2 separate regions of the Canis lupus genome follow, and region 2 is linked to region 1. Evidence: chromatin contacts called from public Hi-C data. All regions are on one chromosome and are shown on one strand. Each heading gives the region's core, a stretch centred on a gene start, on an enhancer-like site or on the middle of the called end of the contact. The rest is flanking DNA. Distances are from core to core; before and after follow the strand shown.

Region 1 (6,367 bases), core at 434-2,933:
CCCTTTTTCTAAGAAGTAGCAATTCTCCCGAATTAACCTTGGGCTCTAACAACCTTTTATTTGTCTGACATCGAGATTTTTGACCCTCTTATACCTCTCATTCTGCTTCCATGGAACCTTCCTGGCTGCACAATCGCTGGTGTCTTTCCTTTCAGTACGCCCTCGCCACCACGTACCTGGTCCCAATGTACCTAATCTGCCCCTTCCTAAAATGCTGGTCAGTCGCTCCCTTTACACCACCCCAGACCCACATCCCCTACTCACACGCTCGGTACCCGTGCGTCACTCTACCTCCGACACCCAAGTTCCTTACACCACTCTTAACGAATGCACACGACTCTCAGAATGGTATCTTCCGACTACACTAATTCTAACTCAGTTTCTTCTGGGGAACCCAACAGCACCGTCCATAGTACCTCCCTCTTTCCTCACTTCCTCGTCCATTACCCCTCTTTATGCTCTCACCTCCACCCCGCCAACTAACTACAGATGACATTATTCCTCAGCACTTTCAACCTAAGAATAAAGACTCGACTGGGGTTTCCAGCGGTCTCCCCCCCCCCCCCCCACCCCCCACCCCCCACCAGGTGTGCAGACTTCCACCTCGTCCTCGCCCCACGCGCCGCCCCACCCCACCCCACGCTCCCCTCACCCCGGGGGTCAGACTCCAGACCCACCCCCCCCGGGGTCGCGGCCCCCGCCCCCCCCCCCCCCAGCGAGCCTGCGACCCCGGGGGGCGCGCGCGCACACACATTCTCACGCTTCCCTAACCTCCTTCCCGGCACCCGGACGAGCTGGCCGCGCTGGAACTCCGGCGGGCCCACGGGGGGCCAGGCACTCGGGAGTGTGCCCGCCCCGCCCCCTCCCGCGGAGCCCCTCGCAGCCCCCGCCTCCCCACCGGGGAAGGAGAGGACACAGCAACTCCCCCGCCGCCCCGCCGCCCCGCCGCCGTGTCTGTTGCTCCGCGCCCCGACCCTCGACCTGCTCCCCCCGCGTCCGGGACCGGCCTCTGCACTCACCGGAGATACTGCGCGCTCTGCAGGCTCATCCTCCGCCGCCGCGTCTTCCCGCGAAGCCTCTGTGGGTCTCTCAGGCTCCTCGAAGCGGCCCCGCGGCACCGCGGGTGCTGGCGGCCGCCGCCATCTTCCTCTCCTCCGGCTCCTCCTCGCTCGGCGGGGGGGTGGGGGTGAGTGAGGCGAGGGGGAGGGAGCGGGGAAAGCTGCTCTCGCTGCTGCTCCGGCCCGTGGGGCGCAGGGACACTCCGACCCGGGAGGGGGGAGGGGGAGGGAGAAGGGAAGGGGGCGGGGGGAAAGAGGGGGGAGAAGCCGAGGACGGAAGTGGGGGTCCCTCTCGCGAGATTTCAGCGGCGCCCGGCCCTCCCGGTGACTTCTGCTTCTCTGTGGCGCTGCCTCTTGGGATCGGCTAGCCGTGAGGCCCCTGTTCGGCGGCTGAGCGGCCTGCCGGAGGCGCTTGGCGGCTTCCGGCCGGTCCAGCCCTCTCCCGCGCGAGGGGGCAACCCCGGCCTCGCCGGGCACATCGAGCCCAAATCACCCGGGAGTTACACTCAAAGTCTTCCCCCGTCTTTCCACTCCACCCGATTCCTCGCTTCCTTTTTCCGCTCCTCCAGTCTTCCCTGCCGGAAACGCTGTCCCTCCCTCCTCCAGTTCCGCCCGCCAGTCCCTCCACTCTAGTCTCCCCTCGCGCCGCAGAGAGTGACGCTCAGGACCCCTCCCCCGCTGGGGGGCCCCTCCCCCTGCACGCCTGGAGACTGTTGAAGGGGATGGGGTGGAGCCCGGGGAGGAAGAGAAAGGAAACCGGTCGGATTGGATCAACAGCTGCCATGGCAACTGGAGGCTGTGGTTGTATTGTCATAGTAACCAGTGTGCGCGGACTGGGTGACCCTCCCGGGGCGAATGGATTCCCGGGAAAGTGCCCGGGGTTCCCCCTTGGCTTCCCTTCCGCCTGAAAGCCTCCCCCAGGTCAGGAATCCGGGTGATCTCCCGGGCGGTGAAGTTCACTTCCTCTTCCCTTTCCCCTTCCCGCAACAATGGGGGCGGGGTGGGGGCGGGGGGAGGAACCCCGAGGCGTTCGCCTCACCCGCCTGCGGGCGGGAACCACCCCCGGCGTCCTGTCGTCCCCGTGCGGGGCGTGGAGAGGCCCGGGGCCGGAGGCGGGCGGCCGGGCGGGCGAGGGGCTTCCCCGGGACTGCGGCGGGCGCCGCGGGGCGGGGTCCCGGCCGGACGGGGGCCCTGAGGGGGGACAGCGGCCCCCGACGGCCCGCGTTCCTGTGCTGCCGGGCGGGGGCCGCCCTTGCCGAGCCGCCCACGCCGCAGCCCGCGCGCCCGCTGCGGGGAGGCCGGGGCTAGTGGGCGAGCGCGTCGCGGAGGACTCGGCGCGGGGGTTCCCGGCGGGAGAGCCCGGGACGCGGGGGGACGCCGCCGGCGGAGGCCCCCCGCCCTGCACGCTCCGTATCCGCCGGGCCGCAGTCGTGTCCCGGAGACCCTGGGCCCTGCCTGGCGCGAGCTTCCCATGCAAGGCATCGAGGGAAAAGGGAAAAAAAAAAAAATCCTTTTGAAAGTCTGTTATTTGCATTTGGTATCAGATTTGGGGCTAACAACCAGAAATGAAGAATGGGGGGGGGGTCAATAATGCTGTGGGTCCTGATGCTTTGAAGGACGTCCTGGGTGGTCGACGAGTCGCGTCTTTAACGCGTCCTGGGGCACCCCTTAGGCAGCTTTGCCAAGCACTTGAGGGTTGCGGCTGTGGAGCCTCCCCGGGCGGCCACCAGGTGGGTAACGTCGGGGTTTTACCCGGCTGTTTCGGTCTGGGCTGAGTTTGGGTCACCGACTCCTGCTGTCTTCCAGACTTTCAAGATCCTTCCCCGTGACCACACCTATTACAAGATTAGGCCGGTGTCTTTCTGAGACATCGCGTACATACACGCGTTTGGAGGAAATACATTCCCAAGGATAGATGATCATTAACGACATAGCGAGTGAACTGTGCCCTGCCCGTCGTGCTGCCGCGCCTCCCCGCGCCTCCCCGCGCCTCCCGCGCCAGTGTGATCCCTGGCGGCGCCCACTCGGGGAAAAGAGAGCCACCTAGTGAGAGAGGGCTCGCAGCTCCGCTGCAGGTGCTGCTTTTCCTTCAACTCTGGAGCCCAAGGATGGAGAGGACTGCCACATGGCCCCTAAAATACCCTACATCTCCTTCCGGAAATGTGTTGGTCAGGTCTTTAAAAAAAAAAAAAAAAGACTTTAGCCAGAATAAAAATTCTGTTGGGTAAAATAATGATTCCCTTAGTAATCCCCGCAATAACATCTTTTATGTCTGGCTTATGTCGCCAATAGACAGTATTTGAGCATACGTCATGACACCCCTGCCAAGGGATCTAGGAGAATATTACTATCTGCTCATTTCAGAAATAAGGGAGCTGGGATCAGAAAGATGAATCCCGGGGGCACCTGGGTGGCTCAGTTGGTTAAGTGTCTGTCTTTGACTCAGGTCATGATCCCAGGGTCCTGAGATCCAGCCCAGTGTTTGGGCTCTCTGCTCAGCAGAAATCCTGCTGCTCCCTCTCTCTCTGCGCCTCCCCCTCACTGGTTCTCTCTGTCTCTCCCTCTCTCCCCGTCCCTCCCTCTCTCCCCTAGCTCTTTCTCTATCTCTCTGTCTTGCTTGCTTTCATTCTCTATCTCAAATAAGTGAATAAAATCTTTTTTTTTTTTTAACACTAATCTTTTTCTTTTTTCTCTAGACATTTACTGAGCATTTATTATATTTCAGGCACTGTTCAGTTTACTATGGACGCCATGGTGAAAAAGGGTCCTGGGGTCCCTGTCTTGGAGAAATCCACCTTCTGGTAGACATAGCAGAGAGTGGAGAAGTGATAAGAGTACAGTATGGTGGGTGCTGTAATTAAGGTAAGAACAAAGTACTTGGGGTACACAGAAATATAAATAATCTTTATATTTTATAGCAGCTTTCCTAAGAATTTTATGCAGTTCTTCAGTAGCCTTACGATGTCCCCACAAACTGGATAGAATAATAATATCAATGCTCATCTTGAAGATAACTTTTGAAAATCAATAACCTCAGAAAAATTATGACCTAGAATTTACATATTGCTTAAAGTACATTTTCCAATCTCACCTCTTTCTACTGCCCCCATCAAAAGACTTGAACAGTACAAGTATCTTTATGCAGTAGAGTTTATTCACTTTTTTCCCCGCAGATACACATTACATCTAAACCAAAAGAAATTAAAGAGAAACTTACTTTGTCTATTCCTACCTGATTTTAAGGGTTTTTTGTTTGTGCCTAAATGATTTTGTGGAAAGAGCATAAGCTAGCAGACCTGAGTGTGCATTCCACCTCTGCCCTCCTAGTCTCTAAGCCTCAGTTTCTTCCCTTTTTTTTTTTTTTTTTAAGATTTTATTTATTTATTCATGAGAGACACACAGAAGCAGAGACACAGGCAGAGGGAGAAGCAGGCTCCATGGAGGGAACCCAATGTGGGACTCAATCTTGGGATGCTGGGATCATGCCCCAAGCCAAAGGCAGGCGCTCAACCACGGAGCCACCCAGGCGTCCCCTTCAGTTTCTTCCTTGACCAAAATGAAAACATTACCTATTACAAGGTTTCTGTGAACTTTATTGATGATATAGGTGACTGAGTATAACTGACATATAATGCTGGCACTTGACAAATGTTAGTTTTCTTTTTGCCCTCTTATTTTTATATCAAGCTATTATTGTTTTTAAATTGTAGCTTATCTACTCTTTGTAATATTCATAGGTCTGACCATGCACCCAAATCTATTTTTTTTAAGAATTTTATTTATTTATTCATGAGAGACAGAGAGGCAGAGACACAGGCAGAGGGAGAAGCAGGCTCCATGCAGGGAGCCCCACGTGGGACTCCATCCCAGGGCTCCAGGATCACACCCTAGGCAGAAGGCAGACACTCAACCACTGAGCCACCCAGGCATCCCCCAAAATCTATTCTTATTCAGTGCTAAAAGATTTCCTCTCTGATCACAGAAAAGACTACAATATCAGGGGGCACTTCGGTGGCTCAGTTGGTTAAGTGCCTGTCTTTGGTTCAGGTCATGATCCCAGGGTCCTAGGATCAAGCCCCGCACCTGCTTAGTGGAGAATCTGCTGCTCCCTCTGCCACTCCCTCTGATTGTGCTTGCATGCTCTTTTTCTCTCTCTATCTTTCTCTGTCAAATTAACAACAACAACAACAAAAAGAATACAATATCAGGATGTATGTGAGTCCGATTCTGGAGGGTTGAAATTTTTAAATAACTGTTTGTCATTAAAAATAGCCTAATATAACTGCATTTTCGCCCAAGTAAACAGTGTCCAGTTTTCAACCAGATACCAAGTACTTGCTAGGAAGCTACTCTTAACATTCCTACCAAATTCACCCAGAGCTTCAGTAACCTGGTAATTAATACATAGTAAGCCTCCTCCCTTTTTTATAATAACAGACATCTCACCCGACCCATGAAACTATAATGAGCACTAATTTATTTAATATTTAGCCTACATATTCTGAATGTTTCCAAATCATGTACACAATTAGGTACTTAATAAATGTGTTTCTATTTTGACGAATAGAATGATTTATCAACTGTAGCATTCAAGTATACAATGTTTGTGGAGCTAATCCCTGCTGTCTTCAGTACCACACCTCAGACCATGGAGCTAAGTGATTCAATCAAAAAGAAATGATTCATTCTTTTCAAATAGTGAGTCAGATATAAACTGACATTTAAACTCAGGTCTCCTATTGCTCAAGATTTCTTAGACCAAGGGTCAGCAGCCTTTCTCAAACAGCTTGCCAAGTATATATATTATTCACTCATTCCTAAGGAGTCACTGAGCCTAAAAGGAAGCCTTGCAGCCCAAAATCCTAGAGAAGAAATTTGTGGTTTGAGAGGCAGTGAGGTAACAGAGAATGGTAGTCAGAGCTCGTTCTCCTCTATTCACTGAGGGAAACTTTATTAATCTTCAAGAATTTCTTCCAATTCCCAATCCCTGGGAAAAAACATCTTAAAATCTTATCTGCTAATTTAATGGACACAGACCATCTGGAGAAGACAAGAAATGCTCATAGGAAAAATGGGAGAGTATTAAAATTAAAATGTTAGCTGCTTATAGTCTCTATGGTCCAAGGGCCTTAGTGTTCATGGAACTCTGTATTACTCCAAGTACAATGTTTCTGAAGCCATCTTGATGTCCCTAGTTGTGAAATTAATGTGTTTCATGTAAAAATCTGTTGTATTACCCAGAAGCTGCCATTTTTTTCTTAAAATACCCAAGTAAAAGAAAAAAAATCTTAATATTTTATTGTCTGTAC
Region 2 (6,674 bases), core at 723-3,222, 170 kb before region 1:
AATGATAAATTTTCCAGAAGGGTGGTTTAATTGGGAGGAGAAAAATGCCATATTGCTTCTTCCTTCCAAGAAGAAAGGGTGCATTCCATTCCTGTGAACTCTTTCAGTCTCTCTCCATATATTTATACATGTATATATATCCACATACATACATATACAACTATGTATATATGTCAGTGTAGATACAGCTATACATATATACATATGTATGCATATCTGTCCCACAAATGTTTGATTTTGAGATCTCTCTTCCTTTTCTTACTGATTCATTATGTTCAGTGTGACTTTCAAACTGTACTGCCTTTCACATTTTATTCATTCATCAATGAATAATTGAGTACCAGAATGTATTGAGCACTGCCTGCATGCTTAGCATTACATCAGATGTAAAGCAAGATACAAAATAAATAAAAGGCAAGTCTTTGCCCTCCAGAATCTTTTGATCTCTTCCAGGAGCAAGATAAAACATGATATGTCATTAAGTAATTCGTAAGACTAACGCCAAAATCAATGGTACAAGTAACATGCATTTTGCATCTATGTAGAATTTTAGAGCTTCAGAACACTTTCCCGTACTTAGTCCTCAGAACAATCTCGCGAAGTACGTTATTATTAGCTCCACTTTAGCAACGAGGAACCTGAAATTGAGGATTTTAAGTGGCATGCCTCAATCAAATAGATTATGAGTGGAAGTCAATACTTCAGCCAGGGTTTTTGATTCTAAGTCCAGGGCTCGTTTCAATACAGCACAGGAAACCAAGGATTGGGGTATCAACAGGGCAACAGCTGGCTTTCTGCTAGAGGTGGAATTGAACGAGACCTGAGAGGATGTCAGGAAAACATAAAGCTATCTGAGCAGCGTCCAGCTAAATGTCCAAAATAATTTTATTCTGCAAATATTTGTGCTTCGGTGTTACACACACAGCACAACTACCATTTCTTTAGTGTTAGTGCCTTTGCCTCCTCAGTAAGGGCTTTGCTCTCAGAAACGAGGATGTCCAATGTAATAAAAAGCTGGCCTAGCAGGATCATATAAATCTCAAATCACAAATATAAATCTTCATCTCAAACCTACTAATCCTCACACGTTTTGTTTCCCCACAGCACCGGAGGGCATAGCTCGCCCCTATCCTTTTCTTCCGTGCTTGCTCCAAACCACCACTTATTTTTAAGATGCCGGTGACTGACCCTACCCCAAATTCCACAGGTCCGCCCCAGGTCTGCCACGCGAGCCCTTGCCCAGAACCTCCGTCTCCCTCCCCAAGGAGATGATACCTAGTTCAGGCTCTGCAGGTGCCGTCGGGATGCTGTCACACAGCACAGCCAGATAAGAGACGACCTTTCGACTCCGTCCTTGGGGACTTCCCGCTGGCCGCGCGGCGTAGCTCCAGCCCCGGGAAAGGGGCTCCCGGCTCAGGAACGCAGCCACGGGCAGCGCACGGTCCCAAGTGATGCCTCTGACAACTAGACCGACGCTGGGCGCCCGGGCGCGCATCACTCCGCCCCATACTCCTGCCAACTGCAGGGGACTCGGTCCGGCCACCAGTCCATCCCACCCCACAGGCAAGTCCGGGCCAGCCGGACCTCACGCAGGACCCCGGCGACAGGTCGCTGGCGGCGGCGGCGGCGGCGGCGGCGGCAGCAGGAGCCACCCGCCCCCAGAGCCCATAGCCGCCAGCCTAAGACCCCCGCCGCCCCCCTTCCGCGGGACCGCAGAGAAGCGTTGCTATGGAAACCCCCTGGGGATCACGTGACGCCCGCGGACGGCCAATCGCCTCTCACCTCTGCCCGCGGCGCCGCTTTCGGCCCGCCCCCGGCCCCGCCCCCGCCCGCCCCCGCCTCCCTCGCCCCGCCCCGCCCCCTTCCTGCCGCGAGCCCGCGCCTGCGCACTGCGCCCGGCGCGCCGTCCCTCGCGCGCGCGCCCGGGAGGAGCGGGGGCGGCGTGGGCGGCGGGCGGAGAGCATGTCGCCGAGGAGGAAGGAGCGCCGCCAGCGCGCAGGCCCAGAAGCGTCCGAGCCGCGGCTGCCGGCGACGCCCCAGAGCGGAAGAGGGAAGTGAAGGCGCCCGGGCTGCGGGTTCCTGGTGGGCTGCGCTTCCCGAGGGCGAGGCAGCACCGAGAGGAGGCTTAGGCCGCCGGTCCGGCTCGCGATGTCGAAGAACACGGTGTCGTCGGCCCGGTTCCGGAAGGTGGACGTGGATGAGTACGACGAGAACAAGTTCGTGGACGAGGAGGACGGGGGCGACGGGCAGGCCGGGCCCGACGAAGGCGAGGTGGACTCCTGCCTGCGGCAATATCCTTGGCGTTTGCCGGCCTCCCCGCGCTCCCGCCCCGCCCCGCCCCGGGACCCCGCGACCCCGCCCGGGGACCCCGCCCGCCGGGCCGCTCCCGGGGCAGGGGCGGCGGCTCTGGCCCTGCGGGGTCCGCCGGACGGGCGGCCGGGGGCGCTCCCGCGTCTAGCCGAGTCACCCCGGGTCACCCCGGGTCACCCCGGAGCCCGCCCCCGCCCCGACTCCTCAGGTGGCGGCCCGAGTCGCTGCCCCGGGAAGCGGCGGGGCGGCCGCGCCCTCGGGGCTCGGAGGGGAGGCCTCGGCTGCTGTCCGCCGGCCCCGGGGGGAGGGGCAGGGGCCCGGGCCCGAGGTCACGGAGGTCCCCCCGCCCCTCCGGAGGTGTGCGATTGCGGGGAGCGGGCTGCCTGCGTCGTGGTGCTGGCGGTTCGCTCTTCGGCCGCGTTAGGAGAGTTCATTCCTCGCGGGGAGGCATGGGGCGGTGTGCACGGTCGAGGCCCCCTGGCCTTTTTAGCCCCTGGGCCCTTTTAATAATTATAGTTATTTACAGAGAAAGGAATTTGTTGCAGATACGAATGTGTTAGCCCCGGGGAAACGGAGTGAGTACGAAACGGCCAGCTCCCGACAAGGAAGCTTGGAGGCTTCTACCTGCGAAGCAAGGGGACAATGCACAGGGATGGCAGGTGGAGAATCCCTGGAAATATTTAAGATAAGCCCCAGTGAATAAAGTAGATGATGAGCAAAATAGACGATGAGTCATTTTGCGCAAAGCAGCATCATTTTTTATTTTTTTTATTTTTTATTTTTTGCAATCCTGAAATCCATTTCCATTTCAGTTAAAATGCGGCTGTCAGTTCCTGGGGTTTTTGGTGTTGTTTTTTTTTTTTTTTTTTTTTTGCATATTTGAATATTCATCAGTGTTGAGCGAGTATTTGGCACCACATCTCTTTTAGAAAAATGTAAATGTTGCAACAGCTAAAGCTGTAGTTCTAGAGATTCTCAATTACTGAATTCACTCACTTCTAATTATTCTTGAATGTATTCATAAGATAGGGAAGACTTTTTAAACCTCTCCTCATCAATGTTCTATTAAAGTATAATGGGGAAATAGGAGTGAAAATATTGGTTGTGACTATATCTAGTCTTAAAGGCACCTAAAATACAGCATTAAACATTTACCAACATACAGATGTTTCTTTGATTTCCACAACTCTCACAGTCAGCTGTTGCTCTGTTGCATTATTTAAATACGTAAGTGCTTTAAGGTCTTAAAAATGAGCCAGTCTGCCAAAGGAAGCTTTTCTAGAAGTTTGTTAAGCCTTGGAAATAACAGCTTACCACCAGCCATAGGGGGTTTTTGTTTTGGGGTGTTTTGGTTTTGTTTTGTTCTTTTTTTTCCAAACATAAGCAATGAACATTATTCTGTCTGAAAACATTCTTTGTAATGGATAAATGACGTTTTGTGAACTAACTTTAGGTTGATGGGTGCTGACTCTCAACTGGTACGGCTGGATCCATAAAATGGATCTGCTTTCTAATCTCTTTATCTTAAAAGATATTGTCTCTTCTCTTGTTGCAACCAGAAGAGACCAGCTCTAGTCAGGCACTACAGATGGAGGAACAAATGAACTCTGTGGTTTTCCTTTTAGGGGAATGACTGTATATTCTGACAGTCTGATTGGCCTTCCGTGTCTCATACTTGCTAACTCACTGGTGCTTTCAAAGACTAAATTTAATAGGTATGACCTAAAACAGTGTCAATGACCTTTTTGGAAGTATAAGAGAAAATATGCAAAACAGAAAAATTAAGCTACAGCCTAAAGGACATTGAATTATTAGATCTTTTGTTAATATTGAGAGGTTACTAATGTGTATCATGTAGAGTGCTGGAATAATTACCAGCATTTTCTACAAGTATTTCAATTAAGATAGAATATAATTCTAGCAAAAGTTTGGTCCATATTTTTCCAGTTAAGAATCACATAAAAAGACATTTTGGTTGAGGGTATGCTGTTTCATTTGGGGACCTAATAATTCTAATACGTAGATATGTAATTTAAAATATACGTATCACTCTGAATAATGTTTCATATGTGTCTTACTGGAAAATAAAAGGCTCTCGAAGTGTTCATTTAGTAATTAGAGCCAGGCCGGAACTGGTCTTTGCCTTATTACCTCCTCTTATGTTCTCTGTGTTTTACATGTGATTGACATCCTTGAAACCAACATACTGAGTTTTCCAATATTGAACATAGCGATCGTGGTAATTTTTCTTTCTACGTATAAAGTCAAGTCTTAAGAACCAATGATACCTGGTAGTTCCGATGTTTTTCTGAAGGCTCCCCTTTGCTGCTATCCCCTTAACCTCCATCACAGGAAACATGACAGCCGCCCTACAGGCAGCTCTGAAAAATCCCCCTATCAACACCAAGAGTCAGGCCGTGAAGGTGAGTCAGACGCTGGTGTCTTAGCATTCTTTCCAAAATCCTCTGAAGTATCATGGAATCAACAAATAGTTTAACTGTTTATTGTCTTTGACATACAGGAGCTTACTCTGTGTAGTTTGTTAGGTAAAAATTTACATATGAAAATAATCTCACTCTAATACTGAGTTATGAGAGACCATTTCAGTGTGTTTAATGGAGGCACTCGAGGAATTGGAGCATAGGCCTGAAGAATAAACAATACTTTTACAAAATAAATAGATTCTATTTGGTTGCTTTTTAAAAATTTTTCTAAATTATCCAAGTATTAAATGTTTATAGAAAACTCAGAGAGAGGCAAAAAGGGGTAATCGTCATCATCCCACTGCCCAGAGATCATCGGTCTTTACTTTCTGGTGTTATATGCTTACAGAGCTTGTCTCTTAGTAGTTGTTTTTTAAATAAAAAGGGAGTTTTGTAATTGGCTTTTTTAATGATATACATGGACATCTTTCCTTGGCAGTAAGTTTATTTCTATAAGCACCTTTTTTAATGGCTGCATATAGATATGCTGCAGTTTACATATAACTAATCTTTTGTCATGTATTTAGATTATTGACCTTTTGTTGTTGTAAACAGTACGGAAATGAACAATTTTGAGTAAACTGTTAATTATTTCCTTTGAATAAATTCCTAGAAGCGAATTGCCGGGTTTTAGAATGCCATTTTTTAAGGCTTTTGTTACAAGTGGCATTGCCAAATTGCCCTTCAGAAAAACATGACTTAACGTTCCCTGCAACAGTCTTTCCGGAAATACTTGAGAACTTACTTACTAATTGTATAAAATGAAGCCCAGAGCTCTGACCCCATTGTCTGTAGGAGCCCTAAGGATCTCTTTAATTTGAGTACTAGTAATAACTTAGGTAAATGCATAATAATTATCTAGGCAACAATGAGAGGAAACATTTCTTTGGTTTTTGAAAGTGGTGAGGGACGTCATTGAGATTTCAATTTTACCACCTTCTGCTTTTATATGGGTGAGTTTTTATCACAGTTTGTGGGTGGGAAGTTATAGCTGTGGTTGTAAGAATATTTTTCTAAATTGGGTAATTGCTTAGTCTTTAAACTGAAGACAGCAATAGGTGGTAGAAACATTCTGTAAACTCCTGATCAGTAGGAATGCCAAAGATAATCACTCTTTCTTGAATAGGAGAAGTGAAATTGTTGAAAGGGTAAATTAAGTGTTCTTAATTAAGTGCTTGGCTTCTTGAGTGGAAAAATAACTTTGCTCTTGGAGCAGCCTTTTATCAGAAAAAAAAATTATAAATGAATATCACTATATCTACCTACTGTAGACAGGAAACTTAAATTTTCTTAAAAAGTTATTTTTATTAACTATTATTGAAGGATGGTTCAAGGTAGAACTGCAATTCATTGTCTTTGTCTTTGGGGTTTTCTCTGAGGTCAAGAAGTAAAATTTAAATGCCGACTTAATAAAGTTGGAAAATTACCATATCTCTTTGTAAGCAGATGCTTTCAGCTCTCCTTCAAACATGTCAAGAATCTGTCGTTCTCCTGAGCTACCATGCTAGCCCAAACCAGCCTATGTTATTGCAGTAACTTCCAGACTGGTCTCCCAGCCTTGTCCCCTGCCCCTCACCAACTTCCCATCAGCTCATCCTCAACATGGCAGCCAGAGTCAGATTATATCACTGTTATCTCATACACAGGTCAGATTCTATCACTGTTCTCAATATCTTCCAACATCTTCTCCTTTCTCTTAATGAAAGCCACAGTCTTCACAGCGGCCTGCGAGGGCTTACGTGGTCTGTCTTCGGCTACCTCCTGACCTGTCCTACTCCTCCACCATGTCGCTGGCTACCAGGGATCTTTCTGCTTTCCTTGAACACCCTGAACATACAGTGACAGCACATGTTCTTTCCTTCTTTCCTCTGAATACTTTTC

Evidence for each region. A called contact is a pair of places that touch in the nucleus more often than the background predicts.
Region 2: a contact with region 1 is called in a Hi-C map of blood, with 2.7 times the contacts expected there. The contact joins the promoter of ARPC5 here to the promoter of NMNAT2 in region 1. A contact is called at or near these places in 3 of 9 Hi-C or Micro-C datasets (amygdala and blood).

Annotation. Positions count from the first base shown.
Region 1 is chr7:16,695,985-16,702,351 of UU_Cfam_GSD_1.0, reverse strand. It overlaps NMNAT2 (nicotinamide/nicotinic acid mononucleotide adenylyltransferase 2), which reads left to right and starts at 1,683. Exons shown (of 13, transcript XM_038542274.1): 1 at 1,683-1,979; 2 at 3,784-3,920. SMG7 (protein SMG7) reads right to left here and starts at 1,207. Exons shown (of 23, transcript XM_038542263.1): 1 at 1,020-1,207.
Region 2 is chr7:16,861,940-16,868,613 of UU_Cfam_GSD_1.0, reverse strand. It overlaps ARPC5 (actin-related protein 2/3 complex subunit 5), which reads left to right and starts at 1,972. Exons shown (of 4, transcript XM_038542275.1): 1 at 1,972-2,291; 2 at 4,661-4,733. The coding sequence starts at 2,149. RGL1 (ral guanine nucleotide dissociation stimulator-like 1) reads right to left here and starts at 1,679. Exons shown (of 18, transcript XM_038542279.1): 1 at 1,276-1,679.